Linked DNA regions of Pan troglodytes: region 2 is linked to region 1. The links are chromatin contacts, called in public Hi-C maps. All regions are on one chromosome and are shown on one strand. The core of a region is the stretch at or near the end of the contact, and the rest is flanking DNA. Distances in the headings are between cores, read along the strand shown.

Evidence for each region. Hi-C and Micro-C count contacts between places; a contact is called where the count stands out from the background.
Region 2: a Hi-C map of stem cell-derived neural progenitor cells shows a contact between it and region 1, with 2.3 times the contacts expected there. The contact joins two enhancer-like sites. A contact is called at or near these places in 1 of 7 Hi-C or Micro-C datasets (stem cell-derived neural progenitor cells) and 1 of 1 datasets of contacts at active chromatin or transcription factors (stem cell-derived excitatory neurons).

The regions. Positions count from the first base shown.
Region 1 is chr23:33,063,617-33,069,693 of NHGRI_mPanTro3-v2.0_pri, reverse strand. It overlaps MORC2 (MORC family CW-type zinc finger 2), which reads left to right. Exons shown (of 26, transcript XM_016938972.4): 6 at 2,633-2,741. Among named protein-coding and RNA genes, the nearest start is that of TUG1, 23 kb to the left of the region's middle. Within about 2 kb of position 1,708, at least 8 of the 24 cell types and tissues checked have an H3K27ac peak or open chromatin away from gene starts, as enhancers often do. A contact at or near this core is called in stem cell-derived neural progenitor cells, where this site is marked.
Region 2 is chr23:33,334,877-33,341,398 of NHGRI_mPanTro3-v2.0_pri, reverse strand. All of the region lies in intron 1 of LIMK2 (LIM domain kinase 2), which reads right to left. Among named protein-coding and RNA genes, the nearest start is that of LIMK2, 7.1 kb to the right of the region's middle. Within about 2 kb of position 3,723, at least 2 of the 24 cell types and tissues checked have an H3K27ac peak or open chromatin away from gene starts, as enhancers often do. A contact at or near this core is called in stem cell-derived neural progenitor cells, where this site is marked.

The DNA of each region.
Region 1 (6,077 bases), core at 459-2,958:
AGTTTGTGCAAATGGAATTGTGAGTCACGTTTCCAGTCTTGTCGTGGAAACGTGTTGTTTTGTTTGAGGGAGGGTGGTGGTTTGATCAGTCAGCAGCATCAGTTGGGCCTTGTGTGCAGTTGTGCTTTGGGTGTATGGAGAAGAAAGAGAGTACTTCTGAAGAAATCAGGACCTGGTATCCGGACTTTGTGATTTGTCTTTCAGGGCAGGAACCAAATGGTAATAACAGACACTTACCATGTGCCAGGCACACGAACGATCTCATTTAATCCTCATGATAGCCCTGTGAGGTTGTAGGTACTATTATTTTCAGATGAAGAAATTGAGGTTTATAAGGGTGAAGTTACTTTCCCAAAGGCATTAAAAATGCCTATGTGTAGAGCGCTAGGGTAGGAACCAGGTCTTTCTGACTGCAAAATGGAGCTGCTGTGCATTTCACTTAAATGACAAGCTAAGGTTCAAATCTCACTTCCGCTACTACGTCTCTAAGCCTCAGCTTCCTCCTTTGTAAATTGAGATGATAATGCATACCAAGTAGGTTAAGAATTACATGCTATCATTGCTGTGAGAGCCTGGTTTCTGCCTTTATTTCTCCTCCTTTGATGTTTCCATGGCAGATTGCTGGCCTGATTCAGTGGATCTGGGTAGGGGCTAGGAATGTGTTTTTCACAGATGAAATGAATCACCTGTAATCATATGATTCTGATGCAGGTTATCTAAATCCCCCAAACCTGAAGTCTCCTAGAATCAGGGGAAGCCCTGACTTTTCATCTAGATTGTAGATCAGCCTCCTCCTACCTGGTTCTGTCAGTTCTATGGCCTCAGGCAAGCCATTTCATCTCTCTGAATGTCTGTTTCTTAATGACCTCAGGCAAGCCATTTCACCTCCCTGAATGTCTGTTTCTTACTCTAGAAAATGGGGTTCTAATCTCTGACATTTGTAGAGTGAGGTTCAGAAGCAAATGAAATGTGACTCTGAAAGTGGTTAGCAGACTGGGAAGGAAAGCGTATAGAAGTTGAGAGTGTTATTAGCGTATTTCAGTGGAAGACTTTTGTGAAGGTCCCATTGAGATGGAGCCATCTAGTGTTCAGAGTAGACAGTAAAATCATCTTGAAACCAATTCAGAAGTTGAATAAGTTTCAGGAGAAAGTGATTTGTGGGGAGAATAGGGCTGAGAAGCAAGGAAGCCAGTAGAGAAGTGATATTTGGGGCTTTTGCTATTCAAAGGCTAAAGTCAGAATCAAAGACAGAAGGAAGATAGAGGCACAAAGTGAGTGTTTTTGCCAAGTTAGGGCAAGGGCATGCTTTGACAGAAGGCAAGATAACGTGCCTTACTTGCTCCCCATACGCTTTAGGGAAGGAGGAGGAGGTGGTGTGTGAAATTGTCAGGGCAAGGAGCATTGCCAGCACTTTGGGTACTGGAGGAGGAGAACGAGGACTTGGCAGCCCCCAGGGTATCTTTGAGTAGTGTCCTGGGAGTTTTCCTGAGTGTTTGGGGAAATGGGGCATGACATTCATTTGTGTGCTTGGCATGCCAGTCTGGTTTGTATTGGTACACAGAAGAGAGTAATGAGGCTTTCCATCTCCATCATCTCCCTGGGGTGTTATAAAGACTAATGAGATAATAGCTATAAAGCTCCAGAAGCTGCTGGAAGAAAGGAGCTGAACAGCCCCATTGTTCAGAGGGCGGTCCCCCTGCTGGTGCTTCACACGTCTGCCCTGCCCTGCCCTGCCCTGCGTTGCCTGGAAAGGCCTGTCCCTGCCTGCTTCTTAGCCGGCTTAACGTGGCCAAACAGAGGAAGGAAGCAGTTGAATCCATTCAGACTTTTGCCTTTTGGAAATCAGCCTCAAGGCACAGTTCCCAGAAACCAGTTGCATCCAAAAGCAGGGAGCTGCCTGTGTCATAATGAGCTTGAGGTGGCAAAACACTTCTGGGACAGGAGATGGCTGCAGTTATTGGACATGAGCTAATTACAGGCATCCTTGAATCCTGTGGTCAAGAATTATATTTTATTAGCCCCTCTGTATTACTGCGCCTTGGGTTCATACTGATGTTTTTTCGGGCTTGTGAGTATAGGCACTGGGCTTTTCACTTAACAGTGCTGCTGCCGTTTCATCAATGGAGGGGAGTTTGTGTCAGCTGAGGAAGGACACGGTGGGAACTGGGGGTGGTCAGCATGGAAGATGACGTGTTGAGGGTACCAGCTACTAAAGTCTGATGGTGGTACAGTCAGAGGGCACAGCACCTCTCATGCGGCTGGGATGAACCAAGAGCTCAAAGACAGCAGGGTTACTCTTCAGCGTTGTGGGGGGAGTGAGACTAACCTGGGGCTGGTGGTCTGCCATGAGCCCCCCCTAGAAGGGTGGTGAGAGAACCCTGTATGGTGTGGTTGAGAACGTTGTAAGTAAAGACTAAGGAGTTACAGGCCTGTGGAAAAGCAGAGGAAGGAGTGTTGGGGGATGGAGAGGGAACAAGGGTTGTGGAACTCAGCACACAGTCCTGGGACCTGGGGGGGCCTTTAGGAGAGCCCTCCAGCGGCACTTTCAATCATGTCCAGAGTGGATTGATTTCTTTCGCAGATGAGCTTTTGACTCCTGGGAGAATAACACCCATTTCCGTTTCCTTTTCAGGGGCTCAATGCGCATTGGGAAGGATTTTATCCTGTTCACCAAGAAGGAAGACACCATGACCTGCCTCTTCCTGTCTCGCACGTTTCATGAGGAAGAAGGCATTGATGAAGTAGGTCCCATCCTCGTGGTCTGCATCACCAGTCCTCATTTCCTGAGTCTGCCCAGGCGGTTTTCGTAGGTTATTTGCAATGCTAGACTCTTTGGGGTTGCAGGATTGGAGCACATTCCCCCTAATTGTTACGCAGTTAGCTGGCTGGATGAATTGGTTGAGGGGTTAAGGTAGATAACTTTAATGTGAGAGGAAGCAAAATCTCAGAGCACTTCAGAGAACAACTGTTTCCGAGAATGAGACTGTCAAGTGGCAGGAATTAAGAGTTGGATTTGCAGCTCCTCTAGATCTGCCACTTGAATTCCATTTTGGGGGGAGTGTTACCATGGAACATTGTTTTATTGGGGGGAGTATTTTGGGCTTCCCTGATCATGGTGTTTCCTATTTGGTGGTGATTTTGTGGAATGTGCTATGAGCTCATTTTCCTTTTGAAGAAATGTGTTACTCTATGTCAGAAACTATGACTCAGATACCTAGAGAGAGCCTGGGCAGGTAGTAAAGCAGGTGAGTGTATGGAAAACAGGAAAATAGAGCTGATGCTGTGGGTCTCATCTTGGGAGTGGCTGCTACACAGCCCCAGTGATTACTGCTATGCTGGAAGGAAGGACTAATGAATCCAGAATATTCTGAGTTTAAATCATTTTAGTAATTGACTGTGTAAGCTAAACACACATTTGGCCGATTCTCCTTGTGGCTCAGATGTCTGTGGAGCTGTTTCTGGTGAGGTCTATGCCCCCTCATTGTGGGAGATCAGGGCAGCTCTGTGGACTACCCAGCCTCAGACTGGACTCTTATCTCCTTTCCTATGTAAGACATGGAGGCCAGGGCTTGAAAGAAGGGGGGCTAAGAGGTTCTGTGGAAAGAAATCCGCAACTTCCATAGAAGCAGGTAATTGAATTCAGACTTACAATTTAATTCATCTGTGTTGATTAGCTGTGATTAAATTTGTTCTGGTTCTGTTTAGATCTGAGCCTTAATCATAGCAAACTTGTTCAGGTAGGGAATGGTAGGCCTTCCATCGTTACATAGCAAGCCAGTGGGTTTGTTTGCCTTTTTGGTGTGGTATGTGAGTTCATTCTGCATACTTGAGTGAGAGAAGCGTGGCAGCTGGAAAGAGCAGGCTTCTAGGAGAAGTAGGATAGGAAAATATAGCCTTGGTTGGGGTTTTCAGGAATGTTTCCTGATACAGGACTGAGGATGGTGACAGGAGGGTATAGAAGTCAGTAGAAGCAGCCTGCTTAAGGCCCTGAGGGCTGTGGGAGGGGACTTGGCTGCAGGGCCACCTGGAGAAAGGTGGTGGCCTTTGGAGATCAGAGAGGGCCAGGTTAGGCTTGACCTCGGGGCCTTGATGAATGTGTGGGGCTTTATTAAGCAAGGATGTGCCAGTATCAGATTCTTTTAAGAAGGTCCATGTAGCGATTGTGTGGTGATTGGGTTGGAAAGGTTAGGGTGAGTGTTGGAGTGTTCCAGTTGAGAGGCCCAGGCTCTGTAGCTTGGCGGTACTCGCCCAAGGGAGGTGAGAGAAATACATGGAGTTTCCATCTCTTTAGGATGTGGGACCCACAGATTTGGTGATTGATTGATTAGTAGAAGGCGAAAGCGAAGCGGGGGAGTCATGGATGACTCATAGGTTCTGCTGTGGCAGTTGGGGAGTGGGGTCTCTGGAATTGGGAAGAATGAAGAGGGGAAGTATGGAGGAGAAGAGTGTAAGTTTCTTCTGGACATGCAAAGTGAAGTCTGGGTCTGGCGTTTGGGGGAAGTCTGGGGGCTTCAGCATTCTTGGTAGCAAACGAGGTCACCTAATGGAGAGAATAGAGTGAGAAGAGGATCTGGGACCTAGAGCATGCCAATATCTAAAGGTCGGGGAGAGGAGAAGGGGGCCAGAGGGACAAAGGGGTAGCCAGAAAGGTAGGAAGAAAACTGGGCAAGTGTACCATTGAACTAAAGGAGAAGTGTTCCTGAGGGGAGGGATGGGGTGCCCATGGGAGTGAACGCCAATGTTTAAAGTGATGCCATTGTCACCTGGGACGGCTGTGAAGAATGAGAGGCGTAGTGAGGTACAGGTTTATAGAACACAAATGGAACTCAGTTCCCGTGGTGGAGAGGCTAGGTTGAGATTTTTTCCTTACTTGGTGCTAGAAGGTCGCTATTTTGGATTGTACTCTAGTGCAAACTCAGCCAAGATTTCAAAATAAGATCATTTTCAGTTGAGGAGGAATGTGTCCAGACCAGCCCTTGGGTTGAATAGTTGCAGCACAAAGCTTCTTAGAAACCAGCAAAATGGGCCGGGCCTGGTGGCTCACGCCTATAATCCCAGCACTTTGGGAGGCTGAGGCGGGCAGATCATGTGGTCAAGACCAGCCTGACCAATATGGTGAAACCCCGTCTCTACTAAAAATAGAAAAATTAGCTGGGCATGGCAGTGTACGCCTAGTCCCAGCTACTTGAGAGGCTGAGGCAGGAGAATCACTTGAACCCAGGAGGCGGAGGTTGCAGTGAGCCGAGATCGTGCCATTGGTGGAGGTTGCATTGAGCTGAGATCATGCCATTGCACTCCAGCCTGGGCGACAAGAGCAAGACTCCGTCTCAAAAAAAATAAAATAAAAAAACCCAGCAAAATGTCTCAGAACTCTTAACAGTTTGTCACCCCAGCACTTGTTAAGATTACAGAGTCCCTTTTTCCTAAGGGTTTGAACCCCTGAGGTGCTTAGCCTGGCCTGCTCTGCAGAGGAAATCCTTCAGGCAGCCATCTGCAGGGCTCTGCAAGGGCTGCGGCCTCATAACCACCGAGGGAGGAGCCTCTGGGGAAGTGGCATATGAGGTTGGGTTTTTGAAGAAAGAGTAGGATTTTTTAAAACATCACTTACACATTACTTAAATTAAATTTCACATAAATGGAAGAGTGTATTGAAATATTTATGCAGTTCAGAGGACAATTTTAAAGGCAACACCTGTGTTGCCACCATCACAGACTGATGTTAGAAGTGTCCTGTGTGCCCTCATCAGTTATATTTCTTCTTGTGCCCCCGAAGGAACTGCCTTCAGGTAACTTTTGTGATAATGATTTCCTTCTTTTTCACTATAGTTTGTCACCCTTGTATGCATTTTTAAATAATAGTTTAGTTTTGCCTATTTGTGAATTTTTTAGAAATGGACTCTTACTGTAGGTATTTTTTGTATCCTATTTCATATAACACTGTGTTTATGTTGTTCATCCATGTTGATGCTAGTAGTGGTTAGTTCATTTGTATCACTATATAGTGTTCCATTGTACAGTTTAATTTGGCCACTCTAGAATGGATATTTGGGTTATTTTTATTTATTTATTTATTTTTG
Region 2 (6,522 bases), core at 2,474-4,973, 270 kb before region 1:
GCTACTCAGGAAGCTGAGGCAGGAGAATCGCTTGAACCCAGGAGGTGAAGGTTGCAGTAATCTCGCCACTGCACTCACGCCTGGGCAACAGAGCGAGACTCTGTCTCAAAAAAAAAAAAAAAGAGGCTGGGCACAGTGGCTCATGCCTGTAATCCCAGTACTTTGGGAGGCTGAGGCGGGTGGATCACCTGAGGTTGGGAGTTTGAGACCAGCCATGACCAACATGGAGAAACCACATCTCTACCAAAAATAGAAAATTAGCCAGGCATGGTGGTGCATGCCTGTAATCCCAGCTACTCAGGAGGCTGAGGCAGGAGAATGGCTTGAACCCGGGAGGCAGAGGTTGCAGTGAGCTGAGATCTCGCCATTGCACTCCAGCCTGGGCAACAAGAGTGAAACTCCAACTCAAAAAAAAAGAAAAAAGAAAAAAAGTTGTCTACACATCACTGCCCTCATTTCCTCACTTCCCACTTTCTGCATAATGCACTGCAATCTGGCTTCCACCCCCACCATTTCTCTGAAACTGTCTCACCAAGGTCAACAGTAACAGTAACTGCTTATTGCTAAATTCAATGGACCCGCTTCAGTCATTCTTTCAGCAAATATTTATTGCATGCCAACTATGCATCTGACACTGTGTTGGGGAAAGAGGAGCAAACAAGAGAGAGATTAAACACAAAGCAAATATTAAACAATAATATAATTATTTATTGAGGGCCTGGCGCAGTGGCTCACGCCTGTAATCCCAGCACTTTGGGAGGCTGAGGCAGGTGGATCACAAGGTCAGGAGTTCGAGACCAGCCTGGCCAATATGGTGAAACCTTGTCTCTACTACAAATACAAAAATTAGCCAGGCATGGTGGTGGGCGCCTGTAGTCCCAGCTACTCAGGAGGCTGAGGCAAGAGAATTGCTTGAACCTGGTAGGCGGAGGTTGCAGTGAGCCAAGATCATGCCACTGCATTCCAGCTTGGGCGACAGAGCGAGACTCTGTCTCAAAAAATAATAATAATTATTATTATTTATTTATAATTGGGGCAAGTGGTACGAAGATATCAAGTTCATAACTAGGAAAAGGGCGGGCGGGCAAAGTATTCCTTGAGGAAGTAATTTCCAAGCTGAGCTCTAAAGGATGAATACAAATTAACGGGGCAAAAAAGGGGTGAAGGAAGGCTAACACTGGAGAGGGGGGACATGTGCGAAGGCCCTGGGGCAGGAACAAAAACTTCTCACACATCATTAAAGTTGGCTTTTGCTACCTCCAAAGGGCTAGCAAACCATGTCTGGCCCCTGGTCTGCTACAATCCTTCAATAAACAATTACTGAAAGAGCAAATGGTCCTTACAATGTGGTCCCAAAGGACCCTTCTCTCTCACCATTCCTTACAAAAGAATGCTCTAGTTACATTTTGACCTATTTTCTATTCCTGCCACTTTTATTCATGTACTTGCATCCTGACATTCACACCTCCAGTTATTCTCTATGTATAAGCTTCTCTATCTTTTCCCTTAATCAAAAAAAAATTTTTTTTTTTTGAAACAGAGTTTTGCTTTTGTTGCCCAGGCTGGAGTGCAATGGCACAATCTCGGCTCACCACAACCTCCGCCTCCCGAGTTCAAGTGATTCTCCTGCCTCAGCCTCCCGAGTATAGCTGGGATTATGGGCATGCGCCACCACGCCCGGCTAATTTTGTATTTTTAGTAGAGACGGAGTTTCTCCATGTTGGTCAGGCTGGTCTCAAACTCCCAACCTCAGGTGGTCTGCCCACCTCGGCCTCCCAAAGTGCTGGGATTACAGGCGTGAGCCACTGCTCCCGGCCCCTTAATCAAATTTCTATCCTTTCTTTAAAGTTCCCTAAAATCAGGCAGTGTTTGTTTCATTTTGTCTATACCTATTTTACATAATTTGTTATTTAATTACAGTTCACTGCATATGTTTCTCTCTCCTTCAGTCCCTCTCTCTCCACTCTCCTCCCCCATACCCCATTCAGAGAACTAAGGTGTAAGAATTGTATCTTTATTATGTTCTTATCTCCAGGGCCTAACCTTGGGCCTGGTGCAAAACAGACATTCCTTTGTGTGGTGAACCCAACTGAAAATTTGGATCCAACTGCCAGCTATAAAAGCAATTTCCAAAGATAAGTTCCAAAGGTCAGCACAGATGATTCCACTGGAATAACTGTTCTGGCTCCCAGATTACCTATGAGTAGTCTCATGTGGATAAACCTGGCCTCAGTTTACCTGTTATGCATTCACACTGCTTTTCTGTTAGGAAGTACCTGAGCAAAGATATTCACCCAAAGCACACAGCCTCCTACGCCCAGACCCTCTTCAAGAGAACACTCTTGACTTCTTTAGCTCTCTTACAGTCTTAAAAATTCATTGATCTATTCTCTTACCACCTTTATTCTAGGAAATGTAAAAGAAATGTAATACTGTAATGCAAAGTCTTAGGGATTTCTGTGAAGCCTAGTGGAGGATCAATCCAAAGTCCAGTCAGCCTGGGAAGTTCTTTCTTAAGAAAATATCTCATTGTACCAGGCTGTTCATTCTCTCCCTCTATAGTGTTTACCTCTCATATTTGCAGACTTATCAACAGTGGCTACTGATTGTTAAGAGTCCAGAAAAGGGCCGGGCGCGGTGGCTCACGCCTGTAATCCCAGCACTTTGGGAGGCCGAGGCGGGTGGATCACGAGGTCAAGAGATCGAGGCCATCCTGGCTAACACGGTGAAACCCTATCTCTACTAAAAAATACAAAAAATTAGCCGGGCATGGTGATGGGCGCCTGTAGTCCCAGCTACTCGGGAGGCTGAAGCAGGAGAATGGCATGAACCCGGGAGGTAGAGCTTGCAGTGAGCCGAGATCGTGCCACTGCGCTCCAGTCTGGGCGACAGAGCCAGACTCTGTCTCAAAAAATAAAATAAAAAAAAGAAGAGTCCAGAAAAGGAGCTTGATTTAAGTAAATGTTCACAGTACCCTCAAACAATAAAGGACCCTTATTAGGTGTTTAATAAACAGAAAACTGTGTTTTCAGTTATTATTGGAATTTGTTGCTTTTAATAAGTGCAACTGTGCAACGTAAGGTGAGCACTGCAACAAATGTCTCATTATAGGGGTTCTCACCTTTAAGACCTTTTCAATCTTGGTATAAAATACATTCACTTTACATTCACTTTATGAATGCTTCTCTCTCCCAACTTAATTAGCAATGTGGCCCTCAAACAAATGTGAATCCACTGGGGCAGGCGCCAAAAAAAAAAAAAAGAAGGAAAATAGACTTGCCTAACCATCACAAAGCTACTGAAAGATGGTCCAGGAGGGACTCAAACCCATGCTCAGAGACTACCATGCCAGTCATATTTTTAATACCCTATGCAGCCTCAGACAAGTTGAGACTTGCTCAAGAACACACAGCTATTCAGTGGAAGGGCTTGGCCTGGTATCCCAGCTCAGAGCCAATGCAGTCCCTACAATGTTCACCTTAAATTTGGTCTAAGAGCTTGGTTTCTGCAAATGAGTCCTTTTTAGGCTTCAAAATGGTGAGAAATCCTCAAGCACTGAGAGCTCATGAGACTCTAATGCCTAGCTTAAATCAACATCCTATCCTTTCATTTAAAAAAATCTTTGAAGCTTCTCACGTTCCACCAGACAATGAGAACCAGGAACAAAACTCAGCCAATTCAGTGCAGCATAAAACAAGTATGGTAACCCCTGGGCCCCTTGGGAACTGGCGGGTCAGGTGTATAAATCCCACTTGTTCTGGGACAAAGCAGAAAGCAGAAGGGCAGGGCAGCAGCTGCTGGGGAAAAGCCAAGAGAAAAAGATCACATTTTAATGAAGTGACTATCAAAAAGACTAACAGTAAGGATTAACATTCCTCTAGATACTCTCCCTGTAACCCAAAGGGTTTTCTTCCTCAGTAGCTTACCAAATTTTACCAAAAGGAGTGTCTCAGGAAAAAAAAAGATTAGATGACTTTTAAAAGAGCTTTTGAGCTTCTCTAAACCTTAGATTGTTCTTTTGTAAAAGGAGGGATCAAGTGATTTCTTCCAGCTCTGAGAGACTGACACCAAACCAAGGGCCTCTCCTTTTTCAGGTTAAGGCACAGACACAGGTATCTCAGAAAGTTTCCTTCTTGCTGTTATTCTCTTCTTCCCTTCTTTGGTTTATTTGGAAAAATTTGTGAGGGGTAAATATATGTGTGTTTGAAACCTGAATCTGTCACTGTTTGCCTCTGTGTCCTTGGGCAAATTATTTGACCTCTCTGAGCTTGTCTCCTAATCTTTAAAAAGAGGATAATACCACCTGCTTTACAGGATTACCAAGTGGATTAATAGAAATAATGTAATAGATGTGAAAATATCTCCCATGGTGCCAGGCACTTAGTTGGACCGATTTGTGACTAACTTCTCTTCCTTCCTGCGTGTGTATCTAGGAAGTTGGCTGGGGAAAAGGTTAAGCTGAATACAGAAACTTCTAAAATCTGAAGGGAAGGTTTTCAAAACAAACTCAGCAAACTTTTTTCTATGTGCCCATGTACAAGGCACAGAGTAGGCCAGGAATTACTGGGGCCCTTGGTGTGTACTCATGGGGTGTGAAGGACATGGATATACACAGAAATAACATGTCAGAGAGGGACAAACCAGGTGCTACAGGCAAGGCAAGCTCAGTACATTAACAAAATACACTGCAGTGACAAATGAGACAGATGGTTCTTATGTCTTTCAGGCCACCCAGACTGCAACTTCCAACCAGAAGTTCATTCAACTGTGAATGAGTAGGCATTTTCCTATCTATGGAAGGCCTATAAAAATATCTTTATCAGAGAACTGGTTAACCAATTGATATATTCTCATACAGCAGTTCTCTGCCAGTTGTCAATGACAGAGGAAAAAAACTACTTTATGCCAGGCAATGTCCTAAGCACTACGCAAGTATGAGCTAACTGAATACAAAGATCCCATGAGATCAGGACTAGTCTTAAAGAACTATTATTGTTCTCATTTTACGGAAGAGGAAACTGAAATACTCAGCTAATAAATGTTTGAGCTGGGATTAGACCACAGGTCTAGTCTCCAAAGCCTGTCTTTTTTTTTTCTGAGACGGAGTCTCGCTCTGTCACCCAGGCTGGAGTGCGGTGGTGCAACCTCGGCTCACTGCAACCTCTGCCTCCCAGGTTCAAGCAATTCTCTGCCTCAGCCTCCCGAGTAGCTGGGATTACAGGCACCTGCCCCCGTGCCCGGCTAATTTTTGTATTTTAGTAGAGATGGGGTTTCACCATCTTGGCCAGACTGTTTTGAACTCCTGACCTTGTGATCCACCCACCTCAACCTCCCAAAGTGCTGGGATTGCAGGCGTGAGCCACTGCACCTGGCTCAAAGCCTGTCTTTAACTACATTTTAGACTTTCTTTCCTGGACAAAACAAATTACAGGCAGAAAGACATGATAAAAAAGAATCCCAGAAAGAATGTTCAAGGAACACTTTAATGAAACCAGGCATTGGTTTCATGTTCTAGTTACTATTCAATGTAAATTAATAGGTAAAATAGTCTAATTCTTTCTACTATATAAAAATAGATCAAGGATGAGAAAGAAGGTAGACTTGTAAGAGACTGCTACAGTTTTAGGTCCTCTCATTGAAATGAGATGTGTGTGATGGTGGGCCCTATTAGCCCCGCTCAAGGTTACACAAACAAGAAGGCAGCCCTGTTCTGGGAATCAGCTCAGCCTCCAGAAGATGCAGAAAATCCACCATGAATGTGGAAAGCCTAATACAGCCCCTTGATCATGATGGATTTTTATTTAGTTTTGAAATCTTGTGGTCATTTTGGACCCTACCCTGCTCCATCACATATCCAGGACCATCCAAGTCACCCTGGCCTGCCTACGTCAGGAGGCATCTTTTATTGGTTGGTGCCTTCTTCATTGCTACCACTAAGACCTCATCTCAGGGCCCACTATACCCACCTCCAGATTGGTGGCCCTGTGCCCACATCATGAGTCTTCCTTTCTCTAAACCTACGGTGCCTACTGTAGACTAGAAACTTCCAAAATCCTCAGCCTGGCATTAAACCCTCTAGTCCGGTTGCACCCACATTCTCAGCTGTACCTTCCACTTCCTATGAATCTTCCACCTCCCAATCCTTGCCTCTACCACACGTATTTGCTACCCTTTATGAAGACCTGAAACTTGCCTACTTTTGTCTCCTACTCCCAAAGTTTCTTCCCTACTAAGATATCATCTTCCCCACCTTCTTTAAGCCTATTTAAGATTTCTCAAATCTTACCCACTTCAAGAAGTATTCCCTAACCAAAACTGATGGCCACCCTGGATACCCTGCTATTCTTTAAACATGCCAAACACATTCCCTGACAACTCACTTCTTCTATCCCCTTACCCTACTTCACTTCTCTTCAATGGATTTATCCCTGAATATGATGTTCATACATTTACTTGCTGTCTATCTCTCCCCACCAGAACATACACTACATGAGGGAAGGGATTTGGTCTATCTTGTTCCTT